Linked DNA regions of Zea mays: region 2 is linked to region 1. Evidence: chromatin contacts called from public Hi-C data. All regions are on one chromosome and are shown on one strand. The core of a region is the stretch at or near the end of the contact, and the rest is flanking DNA. Distances in the headings are between cores, read along the strand shown. Region 1 has its middle 100 kb from the start of LOC111590781. Region 2 holds the start of LOC103640633 (putative pentatricopeptide repeat-containing protein At3g25970).

Region 1 (6,975 bases), core at 3,719-6,218:
CTTTTGGATCAGTTTCTCAGTAGCAGAGTCCGATGAGCTGACAATTATGATGTCATCCACATATATTAGCATGTACATTGTAATATCAGCTTGCCTGAACACAAATAGGGAGGTGTCTGCAATAGATGGACTGAACCCAAGCTCAATTAGTTTCCCTGTCAGCCTAGAGTGCCAGGCTCTTGGGGCCTGCTTTAGACCATAGAGGGCTTTCTGCAGCTTGCAAATATAATTATCTGGCTTAGTTGAGTCAGTGTACCCAGGTGGTTGCCTCATGTAGACTTCCTCCTGGAGTACTCCATGTAAGAAGGCATTTTGAATGTCAATTTGCCTCATATTCCAACCTTGACTCACTGCTAGAGATAGGACAATTCGAATGGTGGCTGGTTTGATTACTGGGCAAAATGTATCAAGGTAATCAATGCCATACCTTTGTTTAAACCCTTTAGCCACCAACCTGGCCTTAAGCCTTTCAACTGCACCATCAGGCTTCTTCTTCACTTTAAATACCCATTTGCTATCAATGATATTGATTCCCTTCCTGGGTGGAACAAGTGTCCAGGTTTGATTCTTTAACAATGCTGAATATTCAGTGTCCATTGCCTCCTTCCATCCTGGATCTGATAGAGCTTGTTCAAGATCATGTGGTTCTGTTACCTCAGGACCAGATTTGACTTGAGCAACAAAACCTCTTGCCTTGTGAGAATACTTGATAGTGCCATCCTTGAACTCCTTGGGCTGCACAATATTATTCTTGAGTCGAGTCTGCATTTGATGCAGTTGCACAATATTATTCTTGAGTCGAGTCTGGACATCAGGCACAACAACAGGTTCAGAGGCAGCTGGTTCAGGAGATGCAGCTGGTTCAGGTTCAGGTTCAGCTGCAGGTTCAGAAAAGTGTTGTTGTTCTTGATTTTGTGCTGCTGCTAGTTCTGCCCCTCCATTTTCTGTACCTGCAGGAGGCATATTATGACAAAGACCATCCTCATTAGCATTTGGATTAGACTGTCGATCACCCATGAAGGCATCATTTATAACTGGTTCATCTACTGGTGGGTTGTCAAGGAGAAAGAGAGCATCTTCAGTATATGCAGTGGGTTTAACTAGAATAGGCAGAATAGTAGGATGATTAGAGGATTTAGGATCTTGTACTTTTTCTAGAGTTTTCTCAGCAAAAGGGAAAACATGCTCATCAAAAATTACATCTCTGGAAATGTACACCCTGCCAGTAGTGTGGTCAAAACATTTGTAACCTTTGTGAGAAGAACTATACCCAAGAAAGGTGCACTGTTTTGATCTAAAACTGAGTTTGTTTTGATTATATGGACGCAAATTTGGCCAACAAGCACACCCAAACACACGAAGTTTAGAGTAATCTGGATTTGTTCCAAACAGTTTGTGTAGAGGTGTGTCATGATTAATTGTTTTACTTGGCATCTTATTTATCAAGAAACTAGCTGTGCTAAAAGCTTCATCCCAAAATCTCAAGGGAAGTTGAGCTTGTGCAAGCAGAGTGAGACCTGTTTCTACTATGTGCCTGTGCTTTCTTTCTACTAAACCATTTTGTTGATGTGTGTGTGGGCATGTCACTCTGTGATTAATGCCAGTGGACTGAAAATATTTGTGTAAGCGTTGGTACTCCCCTCCCCAATCAGATTGAACAGCCTTAATTTTAGTGTTTAGCATGAGCTCAACATGTTTTTGAAACTGAAGGAAAACCTGTTCAACATCAGATTTGTTTTTCACAAAGTATATCCACACATATCTACTGAAATCATCAACAAAAGAGACATAATACTTTGATTTATTTATTGATGAAATTGCAGGACCCCATACATCGGTCTGTACAAGTTCCAGAGGTGCAGTAGACATATGCAGAGCATGAGGAAAAGGTAGCTGATGAGATTTTCCTAGTTGACAAGCATGGCAAATCAAGGAAGGAGAAATCTCTGAATTTACAGCTATGTTATTATCTTGTAAAACTCTAATGATGATTGGAGAGGCTGGATGTCCAAGTCTTCTATGCCACAGATCTGATGAACTCTTCTCTGTCAGCAGTGCTAAGCTCTTATTTGGGAATATGTAGAGACCATTCCTACATTTGCCTCTGAGAAGAAGTTGCTTCGTGGTTTGATCCTTAACAAAGAAATGATTAGGATGGAGTTCAACAAAGGCATTGTTATCAGCAGCTAACTTTCTAATGGAAATCAAGTGTTTGTTTATCTTGGGTACATATAAGATATGGTTGAGGTACAGTGGCCTAGCTGAACCAGAAATAGATGAATGACCAACATGGGTTATAGACAAACCTGCTCCATTTGCAACTTGGACTTGATCTCCACCATTGTAGCGCTCCTTGAAGGTCAGTCTTTCAAGATCATTGGTTATATGGTCTGTGGCACCACTATCCATATACCAATTTGGATCAACGTTGTATCCATGAGTTGCTGCTGCTGCCTGTTTCACAGTTGCTTCAGGCTGAAAGCTTTGATCAAACCTGTGCCAGCACTGAAGTGCATCATGGCTTCCTTTTCCACATATCTGGCACGCAGGACCATTGAAGTTGTTGTTCTGTGACCTTCCAGGTACAGGTGAGCGACCACCTCGCCCCCTTTGCCAGCTGCCGCCCTTTGGTGAACGGCCACGACCACGATTATTCCTGCCAAAACTCTGTCCAGTACCACCACGACCCCCAAATTTGTTTGCAGAATTAATAGAGGATACCTGACCATGGCCACCGTACTGCTCTTGCCGAATTTCAAAGCTGAGCAGATGCGCGTAGACGTTGCTGATGGTGTATGTGTCGGATCGAGTGGTGATGCTGGTGACGAGTGAATCATACTCTGCTGGGAGGCCACGCAGCAAGTATGAGATGAACTCCTCATCTGCCAGTCTCTTGCCGATGGCCGCCAGTGTGTCAGCTAACTGCTTGACCTTCCTGAAGTAGTCGGCGGCACTGAGATCATTCTTCTGGATCGTCGCGAGTTGCATCCGTATCTGCATGATACGTGCTCGCGATGTTGATGCATACATCTTCTCCAGCGTGCTCCATGCCTCTCGAGCGGTGGTGGCGTCGATGACATCCGACAGGATCTCTTCAGAGAGGGAGGAGTTGATCGCGCTGAGAACGAGCTGGTCCTGATGGTACCAGCTTGTGTACTCCGGGTTGATGACGATGGCGCGTCCACTTGTCGCCTCTGATGGTTCGGCGATGATGGTTTGTCGTGGTGGCACCACGGATCCGTCGATGTAGCCTGCAAGACCTTGACTACGAAGGTACGGCAAGACTTGGGCAGACCAGAGAAGATAATTCTCCTGGTTCAGTTTCACACTCACGACATGGCTGAACGCCGGTGTGGGCATGGTGCTAAAACCGGCGGCTAGGCTAGTGGTTGTGGAGAAAGTGGACATGGCGATTTCTTTGGATCGTAGGCTCTGGTACCATGAAAAGTTTCTTCTGAACTGCGCATCTATCCTCGTGGGATAGTAGCCTCTATTTATATCAGAGTTACAGGAATGGATTGGGATCAATTGATCCGGTTTACATGGATCAAGCGTGGACTGAGCTGCTAGACGCACGGAGCCAGTCAACAGCTACCAGTAAACTAGCGAACCTCTAACAGAATACATACACATACTCTTAACATCGATCTCCGCCAGCCACGCTAGACGGCCTTGGCCCCACTCCACGTCCACGCCGTCGAGGTCACCGCCTGCGCCCGCCACTGCAAAAGCATAGACATGGACCGGTCTCCCCGTACGTGAGTCTCTAGTGCAACGGCAAGAAGAACTCATGTACTGCTGGTAATTACATGAAAACGAAGGAATGGCAATTGGCATCCACTAAGCAATTGAAGCAATTGAACGCAAAAATCATTTACAGAGGTGGAAGATGTGCGTGGGTGGTTACTTACTCGAATGGTGTGTGTATGGTATGTCCGCGTAGTACGTGCAGTCCCTGTCCTCCTCTATGGAGGAAGGGGCTCGAGGACGTCGAGGATCGTGCAGTTCGCCATGACGGTGAACTGGTGCATGTTCCCTCCTACCGTCGGGTATAGCACGGAGGTGTCGCACGTACGGCGCTGTGAAGACGTCGTCCACCACCAGTTCTACCAGCCTCACTGCGCAGGAACAGAACAAGATCTTAGACATCACTACATCAGAACATGTGTATGTATCTATCTGCTCTACAGAGGGTTAACAAGAGAAACAGACGATCACGCCGGCGACAGTGCTAAGGAGCAGAACCATACGACACTGTCAACGCCGGGAGAAAGACGGCGGCTGAGGTAGAGAAGGAGTTGAGGGAGGAAGAATGAATACGAAGATAGAACGTAGTGATAGGTATTATGTTCTTTCTTGAGTTCCACTTCTCCACAACAGAGGAATAAGTACTCGTTATTACATGGGCTGACAAATCATTAGTTCACCCATTCCGGGCCCACCAAACGAGAGTTGGGCATAGTCTTCCTTCTGGGCCGTCCACCCGCAACGGAGTCTGCTTGATCAGCTCCCGCGTACGAAACGTGATATGCTCCGTCGTCTTCTGCTTCCTCCGTGGCTGTAGCTTCTTGTGCCTCCGGTACATTACTGACAGACATGGTCCACATGGATTCACCATCGGAGGATGAAGAACTAGTAGTGCTCGCAGAAGGATCAGGACCAGCGCGGAGCCAGTCGTACGACTTGATGTGCATCGACCCGAGGAGCAGCTTGCCGAACACCGTCATTCCAGGGTGGTTGTGGAGAGGGATCACCACGTTTCATGGCAAGAATAGTGTCACAATCTGCCAAACGTACGGGAAGGTTTGATAAAAACACGAGCTTTTCAGTACTGCACACCATCAAACAAAATTAAGCACAGTCAGGTGTCAGCCTACCGAGAAACTCGGGCATTTGTATATCGCCGTGTGCGTTATCGTCGGGACGACCTGAGCAGTGGCGGTGTCTCGAGCCCTAAAGAATCTCAGGTCTGGGCTTAGGCCCACATCCTCTGGCCGCATTCCCTCTGCACTTGATAGGAGCAGGAGTTCAGATTTCAGCAAACCCATGCACGAAACGTGTGCATACATGCTGTTCTTCAGAGCGGAACCTCGAGAATGAAATCGTCCATGTCTTTTGTGTTGTATTCGATTGTGATTTGTTTCTTCCTCACCCTCACTCTAAAGTTCTCTTGCTTGCGCTTGATTCTAACTCATTTGTGTTGCTCCTGAAGTAATTTCACAATCATATTTAGCAACTCTAACAAGAACTTCTCTCCCTCGCTTCGATTAAGTTGTTTTCTTGTTCTAACGCCTAACCAGGGTTTGAGTTTTTGTATATAGTGATAAATTTTATGTTTCGCCTATTCACCTCTCCTCTAGGCGACTTTCAATTCTCCAATTCCAATTCCCTCATCTCTTCATGCATCCTTTTGTGTTATTTGTCACTTAGAACCTCAAACATTTAATCTGATCAATTCTGCCACATCTTTGAGTTCCAATATACTATAATGGTCATCAAGAACCTTTCCAAACTCAGGACTGGCCCAAACACTAAAATCAAAGTGAGCACAACTTTTAAGTCCTTCCATGTTCTAACTTTGATACTTTCAGCTTGATCTTGTGACCATGTCCTTTTCTTGAGCTAGTACCTCTTGAGACTTATGACTTGAACCATCCAAATGTATATAAATTACTCTGATGAATTCAAGTCACGTCTTCTTATGTTGTCGTCTTCAATATCACACAACTCTTCACATGTTGATCACCTTTGACTCTTGCAAGCAGTTTCTTCTTCACTTTAGCTTTTGATACCTCAATCTTCTTGACCTTCTCCTTTACTTAGTTCCTCGAAGTTATTCCTTACCTTAGTCCTTGGTCTACCAAACTGACTCCAAGTCAAGTTCAATGACTAGCAACTTAATCAATGTCCATTCTGCTTAACCTTATTCAACTTAGGATTACTCTCCTTAGCATGACCTCTCTTGGACTTGATTGGTTCTTCGACTCAATGTAATTACTTGCTTCTTCACCTTAGCTTTGGTACATAAATCCTCTTTACCATCTCCTTTGCTTAGTTCTTCGAAGCCATATTTCCATGCTATCTTCACATTATCAAGCCTTCCTTAAGTCATACCATCTTGAGTGTACATTGAATATCCTTCTTGTGATATACATTCAATCCGTTGTCTTGATCCTTGTACGATATCCACTTTCATACCTAAGTTCCTATTCAACACTCAACAGGCTTGATTAGTCATTTAATTTTGTTTTCATTCAAACACCAAATCCCACAAAGGGCTAGATGCACTTTCAGAAGGATTGTGGATAGGATTTTTTTCTCAAGAAAAGAATAGGAACAGACCAACCAATGAAAAAATGATTTTTAAGTTAGATAATTTGAATAAGAAAATATCAGGTTAACGTATGCCAACACTTCTATAACTATTTTCAATATTATTTTTAGCTTGGAAAGTTAGTAATTTCTCTCTCACTATATTTGCCAACTTCCGAGGGAAGACGTACCTTCGATGCTAGCAAAGCGCCCTCTAAGACTCTGTCAGCAGAAGATAGAGCTACAGTGAGCCTGGGTGGGACCAACCTAGCATTCTCGGGATCCTCTACTGTAGAGGCCAAGCCTCCAACCAGCCATGTCCTAACGCCCTACAAAATCCTCTAACATTTCTCATGATTCCTCTAGGATGAGACGGTCCCGACGCCACGTGCTCCCCTCACCAAGACAAGATGTGGTGCTAGATAAATAAAATATAGCGCATGTCCATCGCTATGGTGTATCCATGAATACTAAATGGTGTGCGTTGGTACCATAGTCCATATAGCCATGTCTAGAGTTCTAGGCCTACCACAAGCACTATAAAGAACATGTAGCTATACTGCCTACTACTACACCGTACTCAACAACGTGGACACTCATAGCGATCATTGTAGCACAACATGCTTACTACAATGACAAGAGTATGAGTCGACATGCATCACA
Region 2 (7,401 bases), core at 3,681-6,180, 440 kb after region 1:
CAACGGTCAACTTGGTGGTTGGGGCTATAAATACCCCCCAACCACCACACTTCAATGCATCCAAGTTTTCAGCCATCAAACCTCATACAAGAGCTCTAGACTTTATTCCAAGACACAAACAAAAGATCAAATCCTCTCCCAAGTCCAAAGATCATTCCAATCAAATAGTGACTAGTGAGAGAGACAATTGTGTTTATTTGAGTTCTTGCGCTTGGATTGCTTTTCTTCTTCCTTCTTTATTGTTTCCAACTCAATTGTAATCAAGGCAAGAGACACCAATCGTGTGGTGATCCTTGCGGGGACTTGGTGTCCCGTTTGATTGAGAAGAGAAGCTCACTCGGTGTAGGTGACCGTTTGAGAGAGGGAAAGGATTGAAAGAGACCCGGTCTTTGTGACCACCTCAACGGGGAGTAGGTTTGCAAGAACAGAACATCGGTAAAACAAATCACCGTGTCATTCTCTCTTATCCGCTTGTGATTTGTTTTCGCTCTCTCTTTCGGACTCGATTATATTACTAACGCTAACCCTGGCTTGTAGTTGTGCTTAAACTTTATAAATTTCAGATTTGCCTATTCACCCTCCCTCTAGGCGACTTTCATCCCCCATCTCGGAGTGGGGGGTGGACGATGACGATCCCGGCGGCGGCCGCATGGCTTCTAGATGCTGGATGGCCTAAGAGTTGGCCTCCACGGACGAATGGAGGGACTTGACAGTGGCAACCAGCGATTCGAGGGTCGCTTGCAGGGCTGAGTTGGCGTCTGTCATGCTGGTGATGCAGGGTGTTGGCTGTGGAGGTGTAGGTGGTGTGACAGCAGGCTGTGGTGATGAGGCCCGGGACGAACTAGATAGCGTGGATCGTGATACCAGGTTGTTAAGGGCGTCGGGCGGTAGGGTGGCCGGTTCTGAACTACGGAGGTCGTAGTCTTAGTCCGTTGTTGGGGCGAGGTTTTACCCCTTAGCGCCCACTTGTTTAGAGAAGAGATATGAGGAAATAATTCTTATTACTTGCCTTCAATGAATCCGTACAACCCTTGTTATATAGCCATAGCTTTAACCAATCTCTCCTAGAAACAAGGACTGATGTACATGTTCTCTCCATCTCTCTTTTTTCTTTTAATTTTGTTCTATACTTAAAATGTAATCATTGTATACTTATATTTTATTGAATAATTTGCGTGCCATTGTAAAATAGAACTTCAGGATGAAGGTTTTGGTTTTCCATCTATTGAGCACGATCGATAGAAAGCTAAAACTCTACCATCTATTGAAAGAGTTTGCTTTTATAGTTCTTTTTTTTGCCATCTAGTTCACGTTGGGAATACGCTATCACATTCAGCGCTGCCCGGACATGTGCACAACAGAATGTACAACATAGAAGGCGACGGAATGTACAGACAGTAGACTTGCAGACGTTGTACAACATAGAAGGCGACGGAAGAGCAGGCACATCTTCAACTCATGAACCCTGGCATGGAGGACGATCGTCCAACTTGTGGCCCAACTAACCTTGACGAGCAGACATCCGCCTTAGGGCTTGTTCGGTTATTTTCAATCCATATGGATCGGAGGGGATTGATACGGATTGGAGAGAATTTTAACTTACTAGGGATTGAAACCCCCTCAATCCCCCTCAATCCATATGGATTGGGGTATAACCGAACAAGCCCTTACCTGGTTGGATGACCGAGTGAAACCAATGCTGCTTTGACTAAGTCTCCAGAAAGCATCGCCAGATATGGTCTCCATCTGAAGGTTGTCACTGCCTGTCCATCATCATCGATTATGCGGCTTGGATTCAAAGGTACACAAAGCCTACTGGCATACTAGCGATCCATCCAAGGATTAACCACATGCGAACTCTCACCAAAAGGAAACAGGCAGCATTCCACTAACCAAACACGATGTTAGTGTTTCAAGAGGCATGGCATGGACTATGCAGCTTTCACATAATGCAGAATGCTATCAAACATTTGCCTCTTCACCAAAAAGGAAAAAGGCATATATGCTCTTGCTGATTTTAGTGCATACATGTTTGAGTATGAGGACAAGGAAACTTTTGAAAGAGAATTTGCCATCTTGAGGACAAAGGTAGAAAACCAAACTTGGTTAGATAGCATTCACAAGTTGAAAGAAAAAAAAATGGGAAGAATGTTATATGAGAATAAAATTAATATATGCACTGGTCCTTCTAATGCTGAAAATAGTGCAGCTCAGGTTGATGTTGTTGTACCAAAGGAGACATTGAGTAATGCACAATTAAAGAAAAAAGAGATCGGCATAAGAAGTTCAAAGAGACAAAAATTTAGGTGGGAAGGAAAGCACTAGAGGAGGAAAAAAAAGGACAAAACAAAAATCTATTGCAGGTACAAGTACCGAAGGTATGTCAAAAATTTGAACTAGTGATTTATAACATGCCATTCGGTATTTTAGTTTCATGCATATCTGATTTTTTAAATTTTGTTTCTTGCAAGGCACAAGAGGTAGGGTAAGCAAGCACTGCCATTCAGTTCCAAAAATAACTTGATTTAAAAGATACTTCCGAGGAGCTATTGGAGATGCTCTAAGTCAGCTGATCTGGTTCCCCAGCGGCCCTAGAGATGGTAATGGGTACTCGTGACCCAGTACCTGATGGATATTTACTCCATCAGGGTATGTATTTGGGCTAAATAGTCTACCCATGTGTTTGTTATTGGACAAAAATCTTCACCCAACGGATAAATGGGTATTAAAACGTTCCGCCTTCACCCATACCCGTTAACCCGTGGGTATAAAAAACCCAATATAAACTTAGCTCAAGCATGACTTGGACTTTAGTCATCCATCTTTTTTATTATTTAACAACCTTTTAGGTCACTATGTTATAGAAGGCTTAACGACAATTTAATGACTATGTAATGGAACATGTAACGTGCTATGTAGTACTATTCTAATGTTACTATTTTATCTAATTATCTTTGATGTGTTGAATGGATGGTTAAATGATACTAGAAATTTTGTAATGGTATTTAGATTGATATACTTGACATTTGTATAATATAATATTTTAATAGATGTTTAATTTTTTAGGTACAGGTGACCCGATGGGTGACTTAGGGCCCGTTTGGCAAAGCTCGAGCTCCTGCTTCTTTAGCTCCAGATCCTGATCCTCATGAGGAGCTGATCCTCCTGATTCTCCTAGAAAATCAGAATCATTTTTAAAATTGTTTGGCAAGTAAACTGATTCTTGTCTTCTGAGAGTTGGTGGTCTGTGGCGATTGTCTGTTTTACCCTTTGAAGTTCAACTTTGTTACAAACCAATAAGTAGGATGCATATACAGAAAAAAAATATGAAACAATAACATATAAAATATTCCCATCATAGTAGTGCATAAAATGGTCTTAAATGTTTAATCCATAAATTGGCTCGTTATGTTTTTGTCCAATGGCAATTGCGGGTAATTTCGATTAAACTTTAAGGGGAGGTCCATATTTGGTTGGTTGAGGAGCTGTTTTAAGGGAGGGTGGAGCAGGTTTTTTTAGATCCCACCTTTTTTCACAAAAACGACTTCCGATCTTTCAGCTGCACACGAGAATCAGTTTAAAAAAATACCCGTTTGGCACGGCTGCTCCAGATCCTCGCTTAGAATCAGGAGCTGGAGCTGTGCCAAACGGGCCCTTATACTCACATGGGTATGAGTATGAATATGAGGGTAAATCCATATATATCAGTGTATATGGATGATTCGATAAAGTTATTTTTATGTCGTCGGTACGAGTATAGATATTAGTAACCAATGATTATTTATTCATTGCCATCTCTAACTGCCACCGCCCACCAGCCACTCCATCTAGTTCGCAGCCGGCCCCGGCCTCCACTCACCAGTAGCTCGGGCTCGGCGGTGGCCCCGACCTCGACTGCGAGTGGCGAGCCCTCGACGCCGCCAGCGGCCAGCCCCGGACTCTCGCACTCCACCAGCAGAGGCACCAGTCCATCACTCCGTCGTCAATTCGTCATCGTGATTCGTGAACCGGCTTCCGCGCCTTCGTCCAGCAAGCCGCCATCAGCCTGCTTCGGTTGTACCTTCTTATTTGCAGCAAGCCATTGCCCTCGCCCCCTATGGCAACACCAACAGAGCAGTCATCTAACAATGTATGATTTGATTTTGATGATGGATGTGTCCTCTACAGCCGGTTAATAGAGACCGGATTAAGTTTAATCCAACTATCGTCTCTTTAATCGAGCCCTTAATCGAGAGGACCCACGTTAACCTTGATTAAAGCCCGCAGGCACACAATGCTATAAATATAGAACTGATGGGTCGCAGAAAAGACTAACGCTAATACCTCGTCTTAAAACTCTAGTTCCCAGAGGCCCCATCGCCTAAACGTCCTGAAAACGCTACAATCCACTGCGGCCTCGGATCTCGACGTCCAAGCCACCTCTGTAGGACGACAGCGTCGGGATTAGAGATGGTGGGCGAGGATCGGATCCGTCTCCTCCACTACAGAGCAACGATATGTCATCCTAATCACCTCTGTTTATATGTTCATAGTGAGCACATGCATAGATTCAATGCTATTCATTCAAGTAACCTCGGATTAGTCTAAGTAGGACACTATTAGAGCAACTCTAAAAGAACGAGTAAATTAACCCAAAACAGATATTAATCAAGAATAGTGTTTTTTCTTACTTCAATAGCTCCCTCATTTTTTTCCTAAAAAATTGGTGTCCCGCATCCACAGTCTCCCCTCCCTCATATTTTGGTGTGTTCTATCCCTCTCCAATCAATTTCTCAACGTATCAAATCATCATCAGCCTCCCGACGGATTACGCCACATATCATATTTAAAATAACTGTTGGAGTACACATTATAATTTACTCTTAAAACTTTTTAGTCTACTTTTAATAATCAGTTTTGGGGTAAAAATTTTAGGTTATTAACGTTTGCCTCCCGGCTCCGCAAATGCCCGCGCACGGCACGCGCGGGGACGCATCCACCGCCACCGTAGCCTGTATAGCTGCGCATGCACCGCCGCCAGCACCACGCACTCGCTGCCGCCAAGTCCCACGCCACGCTCCTCAAGTCCGGCGCCTCCTCCCCCACGCCCTGGAACCAGCTCCTCACAGCGTACTCCGCCACTGGCCTCGCCGCCGCGCGCCGGGTGTTCGACGAGATCCCCCACCCCGACGCGGCCTCCTGGAACTCCCTCCTTGCCGCGCACGTCGCGGCTGGAGCGCACCGGGACGCATGGCGCCTGCTTCGGGCCATGCACGCGCGGGGGCTCGCCGCCAGCACCTTCGCCCTCGGCTCGGCGCTCCGCTCCGCGGCCGCCGCGCGACGCCCTGAGCTCGGCGCCCAGCTGCAGTCATTTTCCGTCAGGTGCGGCCTCGCTGATAACGTCTTCCCTGCGAGTGCGTTGCTCGATGTGTATGCGAAATGTGGCCGCTTGGGCGATGCTCGCCGGGTGTTCGATGGAATGCCAGTGCGGAATATCGTTTCTTGGAACGCGATCATTGCTGGGTATACGGACTCTCGGAAGCCGGCAGAAGCAATGGAGCTGTTTCTTGAGATGCAGAGGGTGGGGTCGGTCCCGGATGGTACGACATTTGCTGTCTTACTCGCGACAATTGCTGGCCCAAGGTGGTATTCCTTGATGCGGCAGCTGCATGGCAAGATTGTGAAGTATGGTTCTGCGTTGGGGTTGGTAGCGCTGAATGCAGCAATCACTGCATACTCACAGTGTGATGCGCTTGCAGACTCTAGAAAGATTTTTGATGGAATTGAGAGCAGGGATCTGATATCATGGAATTCTATGCTAGGAGCCTACGCTTACCATGGGCTGGACGATGAGGCAATGAGATTCTTTGTCAGGATGATGAGAGAGAGTGGAATCCAGCCTGACATGTATAGCTTTACAAGTGCCATAAGTGTTTGTTCGGAGCATGGGTGTGATGATCAGCAAGGGAGATCGATTCATAGTTTGGTGATCAAGTTTGGGTTGGAAGGAGTCACACCTGTTTGCAATGCTATGATCGCCATGTACACTAGGTTTGCTGATAACTGCATGATGGAGGATGCTTATAACTGCTTTAGTTCTTTGGTTTTTAAGGATGCAGTCTCCTGGAACTCTATGCTAACTGGATATTCACATCACGGTTTGAGTTCTGATGCTTTGAAATTCTTCAGATGCATGCGGGCAGAGAATATTAGAACAGATGAGTTTGGGCTCTCTGCTGCTCTGAGGTCTTGCTCAGACCTTGCTGTACTTCGGCTAGGTAGACAAGTACACAGTTTGGTCGTCCAATCTGGTTTTGCTTCCAATGACTTCGTTTCAAGTTCGCTGATCTTCATGTATTCTAAGTGCGGAGTGCTTGGTGACGCAAGAAAGTCCTTCGAAGAGGCAGACAAGAGTAGCTCTGTGCCCTGGAACTCTATGATGTTTGGTTATGCTCAACATGGGCAGGCACAGACTGTGACCGACCTCTTCAATGAGATGCTGGACCTTGAGGTTCCTTTGGATCATGTGACCTTTGTTGCCCTGATTACCGCCTACAGCCATGGTGGTCTTGTAGATGAAGGGTCAGAAATTCTCAATACGATGGAAACTAGGTATAAAATTCCTATGCGAATGGAGCACTATGCATGTGGTGTTGATCTATATGGGAGGGCAGGACAGCTTGATAAAGCAAAAGAGCTTATTGAGTCTATGCCATTTCAGCCAGATGCCATAGTTTGGATGACCCTTTTAGGTGCTTGCAGAATCCATGGGAATATGGAACTAGCAAGCGATGTGGCAAGGCATTTATTTGTGGCGGAACCTCGACAGCACTCCACCTACGTTCTTCTCTCCAGCATGTATTCTGGTCTTGGTATGTGGAGTGACAGAGCAACAGTGCAGAAGGTAATGAGGAACAGGGCATTAAGCAAAATTCCTGGATGGAGCTGGATTGAGGTGAAAAATGAGGTGCATTCCTTTAACGCAGATGATAGGTCACACCCAAGGATGGTTGAAATCTTTGATATGTTAAGAATGCTGCTTCAGGTTGCACCGAGGCTTTGCTCTTCTGGAGGTGAAGAGATTCCCATGACAATATCCAGTGAAACATGACCTGCAACCTTTTGTCTTGCACATTTTTTCTTAACAACCCAGTGTTATCATTGTTTTTTTTTTTTTGAAAAGAAATTTACTGTAGGAGACTCCTACAGTATTTATTTTATTGTTTCAGACGATTACTTTACAAGTTACATAGATGATATGTTACAGCGATTGAAGCCAATGTCTAACATTCTCCGCTAGCGTTTCTTTCATTCTGTAAGTGTTGAGGTTCATTTCCTGAGCGAAGATATAGTTTTGCAACCCTGGATAGTAGAGGGGGGATTTAAAAAATCCATCCATTTCTACAGCTCCAGATACACCAT

What was found. A called contact is a pair of places that touch in the nucleus more often than the background predicts.
Region 2: a Hi-C map of ear shows a contact between it and region 1, with 4 times the contacts expected there. The contact joins the promoter of LOC103640633 here to the enhancer-like site in region 1. A contact is called at or near these places in 3 of 25 Hi-C or Micro-C datasets (ear and root tip).

Annotation. Positions count from the first base shown.
Region 1 is chr1:180,579,898-180,586,872 of Zm-B73-REFERENCE-NAM-5.0, forward strand. It overlaps the pseudogene LOC103645083. Among protein-coding and RNA genes, the nearest start is that of LOC111590781, 100 kb to the left of the region's middle. Within about 2 kb of position 4,969, at least 8 of the 20 cell types and tissues checked have an H3K27ac peak or open chromatin away from gene starts, as enhancers often do. A contact at or near this core is called in ear, where this site is marked.
Region 2 is chr1:181,021,175-181,028,575 of Zm-B73-REFERENCE-NAM-5.0, forward strand. LOC103640633 (putative pentatricopeptide repeat-containing protein At3g25970) reads left to right here and starts at 4,931. Exons shown (of 1, transcript XM_008664090.3): 1 at 4,931-7,290. The coding sequence starts at 5,006. The coding sequence ends at 7,090.